Linked DNA regions of Arachis hypogaea: region 2 is linked to region 1. The links are chromatin contacts, called in public Hi-C maps. All regions are on one chromosome and are shown on one strand. Each heading gives the region's core, a stretch centred on a gene start, on an enhancer-like site or on the middle of the called end of the contact. The rest is flanking DNA. Distances are from core to core; before and after follow the strand shown. Region 1 holds the start of LOC112715607 (small ribosomal subunit protein uS9). Region 2 holds the start of LOC112715611 (CBS domain-containing protein CBSX2, chloroplastic).

Evidence for each region. A called contact is a pair of places that touch in the nucleus more often than the background predicts.
Region 2: a Hi-C map of leaf shows a contact between it and region 1, with 10 times the contacts expected there. The contact joins the promoter of LOC112715611 here to the promoter of LOC112715607 in region 1. A contact is called at or near these places in 2 of 8 Hi-C or Micro-C datasets (both in leaf).

What each region holds. Positions count from the first base shown.
Region 1 is chr10:52,887,958-52,893,438 of arahy.Tifrunner.gnm2.J5K5, reverse strand. It overlaps LOC112715607 (small ribosomal subunit protein uS9), which reads left to right and starts at 1,268. Exons shown (of 1, transcript XM_025767376.3): 1 at 1,268-2,231. The coding sequence starts at 1,584. The coding sequence ends at 2,021.
Region 2 is chr10:53,728,906-53,735,088 of arahy.Tifrunner.gnm2.J5K5, reverse strand. LOC112715611 (CBS domain-containing protein CBSX2, chloroplastic) reads right to left here and starts at 2,187. Exons shown (of 9, transcript XM_025767380.3): 1 at 2,051-2,187; 2 at 1,537-1,816; 3 at 1,350-1,437; 4 at 1,185-1,249; 5 at 959-1,007; 6 at 625-677. The coding sequence starts at 1,728.

The DNA of each region.
Region 1 (5,481 bases), core at 19-2,518:
ATTTTAATATTTTATTTGTTAGAATCATTAACGTGCAATGCATTACCATAGTTAAAATATTTTTTTTCGTGCATCAACATATATTTTTCTAATATTATTAATAACATCAACGTATATATATTTTTCTAATATTTATTTATTACTTTAACATTTATATATTAAACTTTTGAATATGTTCAACATACATATTTATTTACAGAATATATATTTTTTATTTTACTATAATATTATTTTTATATTTTTACCGTAGAGAAATACATATTTTTTTTAAAAAAATTTTTAGTATATCGTATAGTATAGTATAATATATATTTTATTTTAGTATTTTTATAACAAAAAATTAATTCAAAATTAACAAAAAAAATTATATTTTAACATATTAAATAACAAAAAATAACAGAAATTAAAATACACAATAAAAATATAATTTACCAACTTACATAAATTAGATGATCTAAATAATTTATAATTACGAACTATTCTTTAAATTAGGTACAAAAATAATTTTTTTTTTACTGCCTATTTTTTCACCCTTTCACCTTGTGAGGTAGCAAGACCCTTCCTCTCTGATATGAGTTCACAACCCTCCTTCCCCTAATGCTTTTCTTCCCTCTCACTAACACACTTTCTTTCTATATTGCAGTTGGAGAAGAAGACTCTTTATATAGAGCAATGAAGAGGCCACGCTTGCTGTTTACAGGGGTTAGACCTGTTCCCTGCGTGGCAGCAGCTACAACACGTCCTCTCGTGGTGCAGGAACATCGGGACTCCACGATGCCAGCTCCACCACGCCCCTGCGTGGTGCCAGAAACGTGCATGCTCACCGCGTCACCACACCCTTGCGTGGTGCTAACACGCTACTCAGTAGCAGGGTCACCACGCTCCTGCGCGTTAACCGGAAGCTCCACCGCCAGGTAAATCACCCCACCCTCCAATATCCTCCCAAGATACTAACTTCTTTCCCATAACAAAATTAAACAAAAATAATTTTGGTTTGAACAAGATTGGGCCTTCAATTTTGAATAAATTAAATTCTATATACCAATAAAAAACCAAAATTCGGCTAAAATTCCAATAACAAAAGAAAAAAGAAACAGTCTAGCGATACCATTTTCCTTGAGCTGAGTATTTTTTTTTTTTTTGTAGATGAATAGATATCTCATAATTTATTGGACAACAGTTTTTAGTCAAGGCCTGGAGCCGAAAACTGGACCAGACCCATGAAAACAACCTGAACCGGCGCCTAAGACACATTAAACACTTAAACAGTTGAATTTTATTTTTTCTTCTTATAAAAAAGCTTAACATGAGATCAGGCTGAATCTCAAAGCTCCAACAGTAGATCAGTGGGCTTTCATTTTCATATGGGCCTCATTTTGGGCTGTTAGTGGCAGTCTGGTAATTCTGGCAACAACCCAAGGTTATTTTAACAACCGTACATAAACCCTAAACGCCATATATAACGCTCTCCCAAAATTTTCCACCTTTATCTCTCACTCAGCGCAAAAAACTTAGGGTTTTCCAAAGACAGATAACACAAGCAACGCCTTCAGCAGTGTGAGAGAATAGAGAGAGAGGAAGCAATGGCGGCGCAGCCTCTCGAGCAGGTCCAATGCTTCGGTCGCAAGAAAACGGCGGTTGCGGTTACCTACTGCAAGCGCGGCCGCGGGCTCATCAAGATCAATGGCTGCCCAATCGAGGTTGTTGAGCCTGAGATCCTACGGTTCAAGGCCTTCGAGCCGATTCTTCTGTTAGGGCGGAGCCGCTTCGCCGGCGTCGACATGCGCATCCGCGTCAAGGGCGGTGGACACACTTCTCAGATCTACGCCATAAGGCAGAGCATAGCGAAGGCGCTGGTTGCGTTCTACCAGAAGTACGTTGATGAACAGAGCAAGAAGGAGATCAAGGACATTCTCGTCAGGTACGATAGGACCTTACTTGTTGCTGATCCAAGGCGCTGTGAGCCTAAGAAGTTCGGTGGTCGTGGCGCTCGCGCGAGGTTCCAGAAATCTTACCGTTAGGGAGAGAAAAGGAGGGGTTTTTTGGGGTATGGGGTTTCGGTTCATGTTTTATGCTGTGGAAAACTCTTATTGAGCAGTAGTTATATTAAGTCTTGGAGATTTTATTGCGTTTTGATTGTTATGTGATGCTTTTTTTTTTTACAGATATTTAATTTTAATCGAAGAACTTCATTGATTATTAGATATGAATTATGCAAAACTCTTCATTCATTTAAGTGTTTTGGTTTTTAAATTTGATTTAATTTAGTTTTCTAATTACTGTTTTACTGGTAGCTGTAGTGATGACTGAATAACAATAATGTCAAGCTGGGGAGAACGCTTTTAATCACCTGCTATCAAAAGTTTTCAATATGAAGCATTTTTCATATGAAATATAGTTGGGATTATTAAGTCCCCCGTGTGTGTGGTTATGACTATTAGCTACATTGGTACATTTTTTTTTGCTATTTCATTGTAAAATTTAGAATATGTGCTCTTCCTTAAAAAGTACGGCCTTTAAATTCAGAGCATCTCTCGTTTTGAGGGTAATGCTATCAGAATGGTGGAACGAAGAAGGGCCGAGAAGGACACTACAAAATAGTGGGTCTCCAATGAATGCCCCAAATACATTCGTCTCTCTTGCAACTGTAGGGTGTAAAAGTATTTAACGCCACAATAAGTTTGAATTAGTGTTGTTTACTACAAAAATCTACGGGCAAAAGATGTGTTCAGATATTAGTGTGGGATCCATGGCATGGCAAACCTGATGCTTTTGATGCTTATATTGTGATAAACTATATAAAACTCGGAGTGTTATTGTGGACAAAATGATTGTGATTGAAAACACAGATGCAAGTAGAATCCGTTCCATTTTTAAGTTTGTTACGGTAGGTAACCGGAGATTAATGCTGAGGATGGCGTTTGGCGGCCCAAGTGTATGATGGAGGAGAACTCCGGGTAGGTCCGCAACTCGGGAGGCTCCGTCCGACTTGTGCTCGCGCGTGAATGGGGGGTGGTACCTGCAAAGACACTCCGATGCCTAAGTTAGCAAGAGTGTAAGCAGGTCTTAGAGAGTATTGGACTTCGAGATACCTGAGGGAGTGTCAGTGTATTTATAGAGATGAGCCAATAACCACCGTTGGTGTAGTGCCGTATCTTTAGGGTGGTAACCGTCCCTATTATCTTGGGGAGGTTAAGATATGGCTTTATGAGACGGTTAGAGAGATTTTAGGGGCGGTTACTCATTTGAATGAGTGTTTATCTGCCAGCTAATCTCGCATCCGACCTCTTTTGACCAAGTCGTGGTTGATACCGACTTCTTGTGTGAAGGTCGGTACTTAGCTAGGCTCTAATCCTTTAGGTTAGGCCTTTTAGTTGGACCTGGGCCTTTGTATTGGGCCAGGGTATGAACAGTGCCCCTACTTGAGCCCAAATTTCCTATAAAGTTTGGGTTCAAGTATTCAACTCGGGTTCGTAGTCGATTTGTTTGAAAGAACACGGATCTTGGAAACCGACGTGATTTCCGCGACTTTTGGTTTCTGACAGTTACGTCAATTCAAGCGTCGTGTACGTTGAGGGATCTTTTAGGGATTGAGGGCTTTGGTAACGGTGCAGTCTCATTAATGACTGCTTCGCTTTTTACCATTATGTCCCTTAGCCTTTATTATAAATACTTTCCCTCTCTTTCCATTTTCCGTTTCTGCAATCTTTCAAACTTTCTCTTTATCTTGTTCGTATTGCATCCTTGTGTTCGAAGACTTCTGCCCTTCACCAACCTCCATTTTTGGATAAAGGTTAGTTTTGCTTTTTCCATGTCATGCTTTATGTTTGCATGTTTTGTTTTGCGAGTAGATAGGTTGACCCGTAGATTCTAGTTTCGAATCTTTCTTCTTTAGTGGCCGTGTTTTTTGATTTTCTTTTTCTTTTTCCTTTTGTAGGTTTTCTGCCACTTTTCTTTACGTAAAAAATGGCTTCTGTAGACATTCTTTCTCAGTGGGTTGACGTTACGGTCCTTGGGGAGGAACCGTTGGTTGACGCTGAGTTTATCACCCATCTTCGTACTCATCATAGGCTCTGTACTTCGGACGAGGACGAGCCCAAATATGAACTGATAATCCCGGGTCCTGAAGACCGGGTCTGTTTTGGGAGAGCTAATGAGGTGGCCCCTCATTTTTTCTTCATGTATGAATGCATGATCACCCGTTTGGGTGTTTTTCTTCCTTTCTCGGATTTCGAGATATCCGTTTTGCACCACTGTAAGGTTGCCCCTACTCAACTCCACCCCAATTCCTGGGGTTTTTTGAAGATTTACCAGTTTATAAGCCACGCTCTGGACTTCCCGACTTCCTTGAGAATCTTCTTTTATCTTTTCCATATGACTAAGCCCTTTAGTGGGCTAAACAACAAACAACAATGGGTATCCTTCCGAGCCATTCAAGGTCGGAGGATTTTCACCCTTTTTGACGAATCTTTCCACGACTTCAAAAATTTCTTCTTCAAGGTTCAAGCTGTAGAGGGTCACCACCCCTTTTTTCTGGACGAGCATTCCTCCCCTCGCTTTCCCCTTTACTGGCTGCCGGCCACCCCTTGTGAAAAGATTGGTCTAGATGACCTAGACGAGGTGGAGGCGGCCATTGTGGGGTTTTTCCGAGAAGCATGGGGGAGGGCCCCATACTTAGATACGAGAAAAATCCTTCAGGGGACGCCGACTTTTGTTCAATCTTGCATAGGTAGCGCATGCATTTCCTATTTCCGAGTTGTATTTCACCGACTTCTTTTTTGCCGACTTGTCTTTTACCGACTTGTGACTTGATTGTTTCTGTTGTAGATATGGCAAAAAAGAATGCTCAGGAGGCTTACCAAAGGGTCCAGGAAGCTAAGGCAAAGTCCCGGACTAGGTCCGGGGGTGGCAAGGCGGTCGTCTCTCCTCCTCCTCCTCCTCCTCCTAGAAATGTTGGTACTCCCTCTCAACCTATTATCATCTCCTCCTCAAGTTTGGCTCGACCACTCCCTTCTGCCCAATTGCTCTCCGAGCCGGAGAAGAAGAAGCGCAAGACTTCAGAGTCTGGCCCTTCTTGGGAAGGTGGTGTTAAGGCGGATGCTCAAGCATTCGTCCGAAAGAACATCTATCCTCTTATAAGTATGGATGATGCTTCTGTTCGGAACCACCTTACCGCTCTGGCCGAGGAGAGCTTTAGGGCGGCGGGAGTTTGTGGCAAACTTTTGGATATCTTCGAGAAGACTCCCCTCAGCTCCTTGGGGACTACCTCAAAGGTTGCGGAGCTGGAGGAGAGGCTTCTTTTGTTTGAAAAGCATCAAGAGGAGTTGAAGGAGGAGAGGGATAAGTTGAGGAAGGAGAGAGACGTCCTCCGGGAGAAGGAGAGCCAGCTGCGAGCCCAATGTACCATGGAGGTAAATCTAAGCAAGGCAGCCCAGGAGAGTTACCAAAGCCTATTTAAAGATATGGTGGAGGTGAAGAAGG
Region 2 (6,183 bases), core at 938-3,437, 840 kb before region 1:
CATGATCAGATCATTATTTCCTGAAGCTTGACTCTAGATACAAATGGATACAAAGATGCACTCGTCCAAATTATACTTCAGACAGCAATATTTCCTAATACGAGATAACTAAGATGCAGGTTCGCTGATTAAAGCAAATGATTTTGGTCACGATTTTTCAAAATTTATACCACTTCCTTCCTTTTAAAAATCTTGCATTTTTTGAAAACTTGAACACTAATAGCAACCTCTCCAGCATGTCCATCAAGATCACCAATAAGGGCCAACCCTACCTCCCATTCGGAAGAGCCATCTTTTAGAGAAGCAGTATACAGTTGTTGATCAATAAGTAATTGATGAAATTTACACAAGGCTTCAGAATTTATAACGAGTTACGACGACCTTGTATTCAGTGAAATACTATTATTTCAGCAAAACAACGGTGTGCATGGCAAAAAAATAAAAATTGAAATTCAATTGTCATAGAGGATTGCATGTAGGTTCAGAATTAAGTTTGTGAACAACATAATAGAATGGCCCCATCTCAATTTACAAAGCACATTCCATGAACATCAATAAAAGAGGTGTTATGAATGATTGACAGCAAATCTATTTAGCATAGTTAGAAGAAAAAGTTGCACATACTTTCCAAGAGCTACCAACATCAGGAAATAAGTTTGCATCACTTTGAGGACCACCTAAAAAGCCAAAACAAAAGATTAGTAGACACTTTGCAGCAGGATGCGGAACTCTTGTTTTGCAAACTTGGGCACAACCATAGAATTTTATAATAGCATTGCTTAAGGTTTGTAAAGAAGTTCAATGCCCACACTATCATACATGGCATATTGTCATCTTCAGTGTCACCATTCTCAACAATAACAACACGAAGTTTGAAAAGTAGAAAGGATAACTAACACAAATGATTTCCAACTCAGAATTAGCAAAAAGTAGAACAAAATAAAATAATATAATATACCTGATATAGAATCAATTGCTAGCAAGTCATAATCTGAAACAACTCCAACCTGCAGCAATTTTTTATTAGAAAGAAAAAGAGGTAAGTCTCAAAGAGGAAGTAAAATAAAGTCAAAGTAGTTGCATTTTGATGATGAAAAGACAAGTACATGAAAAAAACAAAAGTGAAGAACGTTAAAATCATTAAAGAATAATGCAAAAATAGCTGAAGGGGATTAAAAAGTTACGAGATTCCAGTCGTCATCGATAACTGGAAGACCACTGATCCTGTTGTTGACGAGTGCCTCCAAAGCTGAAATTTTAAATTTTAAGTAAATAAACTTGGAGAATATAAAACGAACACTAAATAACATAATAATAAAAAACAAAAAATTACAGAAACAAATCCTTACCTTCGTCAACGGTAGTGGAGGGCTTGACAACGTGCAAATGATCTTTCGTTGTCATGAAATCACCAACTGTGTAACTTCCATTCCCGCGCTGAAAACCAACATCAAATTACAAAAATAACCTCATCTGAGAAGGGTAAAGAGCAGTTATCGTATCAGAGAAGCTTGATCCGTTGAGAAGAAGACTTACCGGAGCTGAATTGATAGTTGGACCTGGGCTTGGGCCAGGGCCCGAAGAAACTGGGCGAAACGCAGCTGAGGACAATGAACGTCGCCGTTTTGGGATGGCGGATAAAGGAAGAAACTCGCCGCATTGAGGAGGGGAAACGGAGCGAAGCGGAGCAACAACAGGGAGTGTGTTGATCAAAGGAATCGAACTCATGTCAATGATTTTTCTTTAAATCCTTTATTAATGTAAAATTGTTTTGCTTTTCTTTCTAATTTTGATTTTGCTGGTGATTCTTCCGCTGCTGTAAGTGGAAGGGAGATCGGAGACCAAAAATAGCGTGGAATGGAGAAAGGAAAGTTATTTTTGGTACTGACAATAATGCCAATCTCTGATTCTCTCTCTATATCTCAGTTTGTAGAATAAATTATGAAAAATATGAAGATATGTAAATTGAAAAAACAAAATGAGAAAATTCAAAGTAGAATGGTTGAATAATGAATGAATTATGAAATTTGAAAAGGAGACGTGAACGTACTTTACTTTTCAGATTTTCCGTTGAAACCGGTGGGAAGAATAGTTTGCGGAAACTGACACAAATGTAGTATCGCAGTCGGCGCGGGTTGTTGAACGGTGTCGTTTTCTAGTCGCATGGAGTTCTGTTTAAGATTTTCCAATATTTTAAACCTGTATTATGTGCGTATAATTATGTGGTTGTGGTTGTCTGTTTTTTTTTTTATTTTTAGGCATTTTCCAACTTAGCAGGTCAAAGACTAATTTGTCGCGGTATTAAGATTTACTTAATAATTTGTCGCTGGCCAATGGATTGCTGCATGCACAAGGCGGAATTCGAATACCTGACATTTACTTAAGTGAATTAGTAAGCTAACTACTAAACCAACCCAACTTAGTTTTGTTGTGGTTGTCTATAATGCTGCTTATTCCCCATGTTGAGCCTTGGTAGGGCCTACGCAAGGTAGTTGGCCTGAATAATTGAGTCAAGGTTATGAAAATCCAACCCCACCTTGAACTATTTTAACTATTAATTTATTAGTTTAATTGATTTGATCATAATTTAATTTAAAAAATATTTTATAATAAAATAATAAATAAAATATTAATAAATAGATAAAATCATAATTATAATCTAATAAAAATTTTATTATTTAAATTAAAAATATTATAAAAATCATAATATTATAATTTCATTTAATTATAAATTCAAAAGTTAAATAATAAAAATAATAATCAAATATAAAATGACAACATTTAAATTTATTATCAATCATTAAAATTTTCTAAAATTTGCTACAAATTTATTTTCTTGAAATCATCACCTTCATTTTTACTATTTGCACCAAAAAAATTAAGTGATACAGGCATACAGCATAAAATGTATTATTATCACCACTACCAACACTATTTTGATCAAAATCAGCATCAATATCATCTAACGATATATATAACACATTATCAATAACAATCTTTGTGCAAACATAGGAGGAATAAAGATTTTTGCTTTCTTTTGTGGATCACTTATAATTACTTGCTTTAATGGTAACTGATTCGGAATTTATTGTTCTTCTTGCATTAATGCTTTATCAATTGTATTTTCAATCTCATCACTACCATTTTCATTAAAACTTACTTTTCTCTTACTAGTTTTAATTTTTTGAATTTCTTTCAATAAATTTTTCATTTGTTTTTCTACGTCATAAGGGACTTTAAAATACTTTTTAATATCTCCATCTATCTTTGTCAAATATTTTTTCATTCTATTAATTCTCTCTCCTCCAAAAGTACTTAGACAACACAAACATTGGTAATGCAATTTTCCGTTTATTACTTGTAAAGCTAACATATCTTCAAGCTGGATCAATTTTTTTTTTGAAACATTAGAAGTTTATGATTGACTAATGACTATCGTTAGATTCAAGAAGAAGAGAAGTTTCTAGACAGGATTCGAAGCCAAATTATTCTCTGCATTATTATTCTTAAGTGTTTCTTGGTTGATACTCTCATCCATACCTAAAATTTACCAGCAACCCAATAACAATATTACAGGCTTATAGTAACCCACACTAACCCAATAATCTCAACAGTCAAGATAATTACAGAATAAAAAAATTAACAACAACAAGATTTACAGATTAACTGACAACAATTATTTAAGATTATCCACAATTCTAAACTACGATAATGAAAAATCACAAGTCATAGATTAATTAACAACAATTACAGTTAAAAATACCTAGAAAAAGGCAGACTCAGCAAAGAAGGAAACAGGGAGCACGATGGAAGGGTTGACACGACTGACGAAAAGGAGTACGGTGGAACAAAGCTGGTGCCGACGGGACAGTGGCTGCACGATTAAGGTAAGAGGTGAGAATAGTTACCATGGTGAGGGTGTCTTCGAAGTTCGAACAATGGCTGCACGATGAAAGCAGCTTCCAGAAATTACGACGGTGGCAGTAACAGAATGGTAGCTAGACATAAGTTAGGAAAAGAGGGAGCAGCTCGATGAGAAGAAGAAAAAGGATAACGTCTAAGTGAGACTGTGAGAGAGACAAAGGTGCTACTGCTTCTTGTTTTGGTTAGGATTCTTTTCCTCTAAATCAAATGCTGTTTTGAACTTTTGGGTGAAAATAAAAAAATAATCGATCGATTCCTAGTTCGTTTCGACCGATTGATTTTCGACCGGTCCAACTACAATTTTTAAATTTTTCCGTTAGAATATTTAATTAATTTGTTATTTTTATTGGTTTATGGTTCGACCGACTAATTCGAACCCATTTTTTCATAACTTTAAATTGAATACCTTCTCTTTTAAATTTAAATTTTTATTTTAAAAATACCTAATAAAATAAGTTATATATAGAGAAATTTAAAGATATAAACATTTAAAAAATTAAAAAAATCAAGTGCCGTTTTTGAACCTTCTTCCCCATTCTGAAAATGCAACCGAAAAAAAAAAATTTGAGTTCGTTTCAAATAATCATCATTGACAACAAAGAAAACTGTTTCATTTAAAAATTCAAGACAAAAAATTCCACTTTCACTTTCACACTTCAACTTCAACTTCAAAATGCTTCTAGAACAATACAAACTGCTAAAATTGAATCTAAGCTACTATGACTTATCCCTCGCCTACTTGGGATTTGGGTCTTAGGAAGCAGGAAAGGATGCAACGTCAATATTAATAAAGAAATGCTATTATTATTCTTAATTTTTTTAACTAAAGATAAGGAGATTTAAATTCGCACTCTCTTATTTTAATAGGGAGAGATTATACAATTAGAACTATAGGTTATTGATTATTATCATTTTTATTTTAATAATATTATTTTTTTATAAATTATGAGAAGAGTAATATTATTAAGAGTAAAATATTATTTTTGTCTCTAATATTAGAGTAAGTCCTAAAGTTGTTCCTAACATTTTAATCGTTTTATTTAAGTTCCTAACGTTTTAAAATTGACTCAATATTGTCTTGTTGTTAGGGATCCGTTAACGGAGTTGACAGCACGACAAAATTGAAACGATTTCGAAACATTAGGGACTTAAATAGGACGAAAATGTTGGGGACAAAAACGATACATAGAAATAAATTTTAATATTATCCATCAATAAAATCAATTTTTTACTGTACATAATATTCAATTATTTTTTAATTATATCTAAGTAAATTACACTTAGTCACATTACTTTCATTCTAAATAAATTTAATTTTTTTATAATTTTATACTTAAAGTAATGTAATTTTTTTATAAATAAATAAATTTTACACTTTCATTCTAAATAAATAATGTAATGTGATTAGAATGAAAGTGTAAAATTATAAAAAAAAATTATAAGTAATGTGATTAATTAATGAAAGTAAAATTACATTGTTTAAAATGAAGTATAAAATCTATTTATTTATAAAAAATTATTACTTTAAGTGTAAAATAATAAAAAAATTAATTTATTTAGAATGAAATGTAAAATTAAAAAAATATAAGTAATATGATTAAATAATAAAAATAAAATTACATTATTTATTTAGAATGAAAGTGTAAAATTTATTTATTTATAAAATAAATTATATTATTTTAAGAGTAAAATTATAAAAAAAATTAATTTATTTAGAATGAAAGTAATGTGATTAACTGTAATTTTCTTAGATGTGATTAAAAAATAATTGAATACTATGTACAGTAAAAATTGATATTATTGATGAATAACATTAAAATTTACTTCTATGTATCATTTTTGTCTTCAATGTTTTCGTTCTATTCAAGTTCCTAACATTTCAAAATCGTCTTAATTTTATCCTGTCATCAATTCTGTTAACGGATCCCTAACGACAGGATAACATTGAACAAATTTTAAAATGTTTGAAACTTAAATAAGACGATTAAAATATTAGAAAAAACTTTAGAATTTGTCCCAAACATTAAGGATAAAAATGATATTTTACTCCATCATTCAAAATATAACTCTATTATGCCGATGTTTTAACAGTTCCCTTTTTTACATTCTTCTACGAACCATGGAGTTTATAATATTCGATGGTTCAAAAACATTGGTTTTATTTTATTAAACGATTTTTAGGTTCGTATAGCTTAGGTTTTTAATTTACGATAATGTATTGCAAGTGTGCAAGTGCAACATCCAAAATTCCAAATCGTA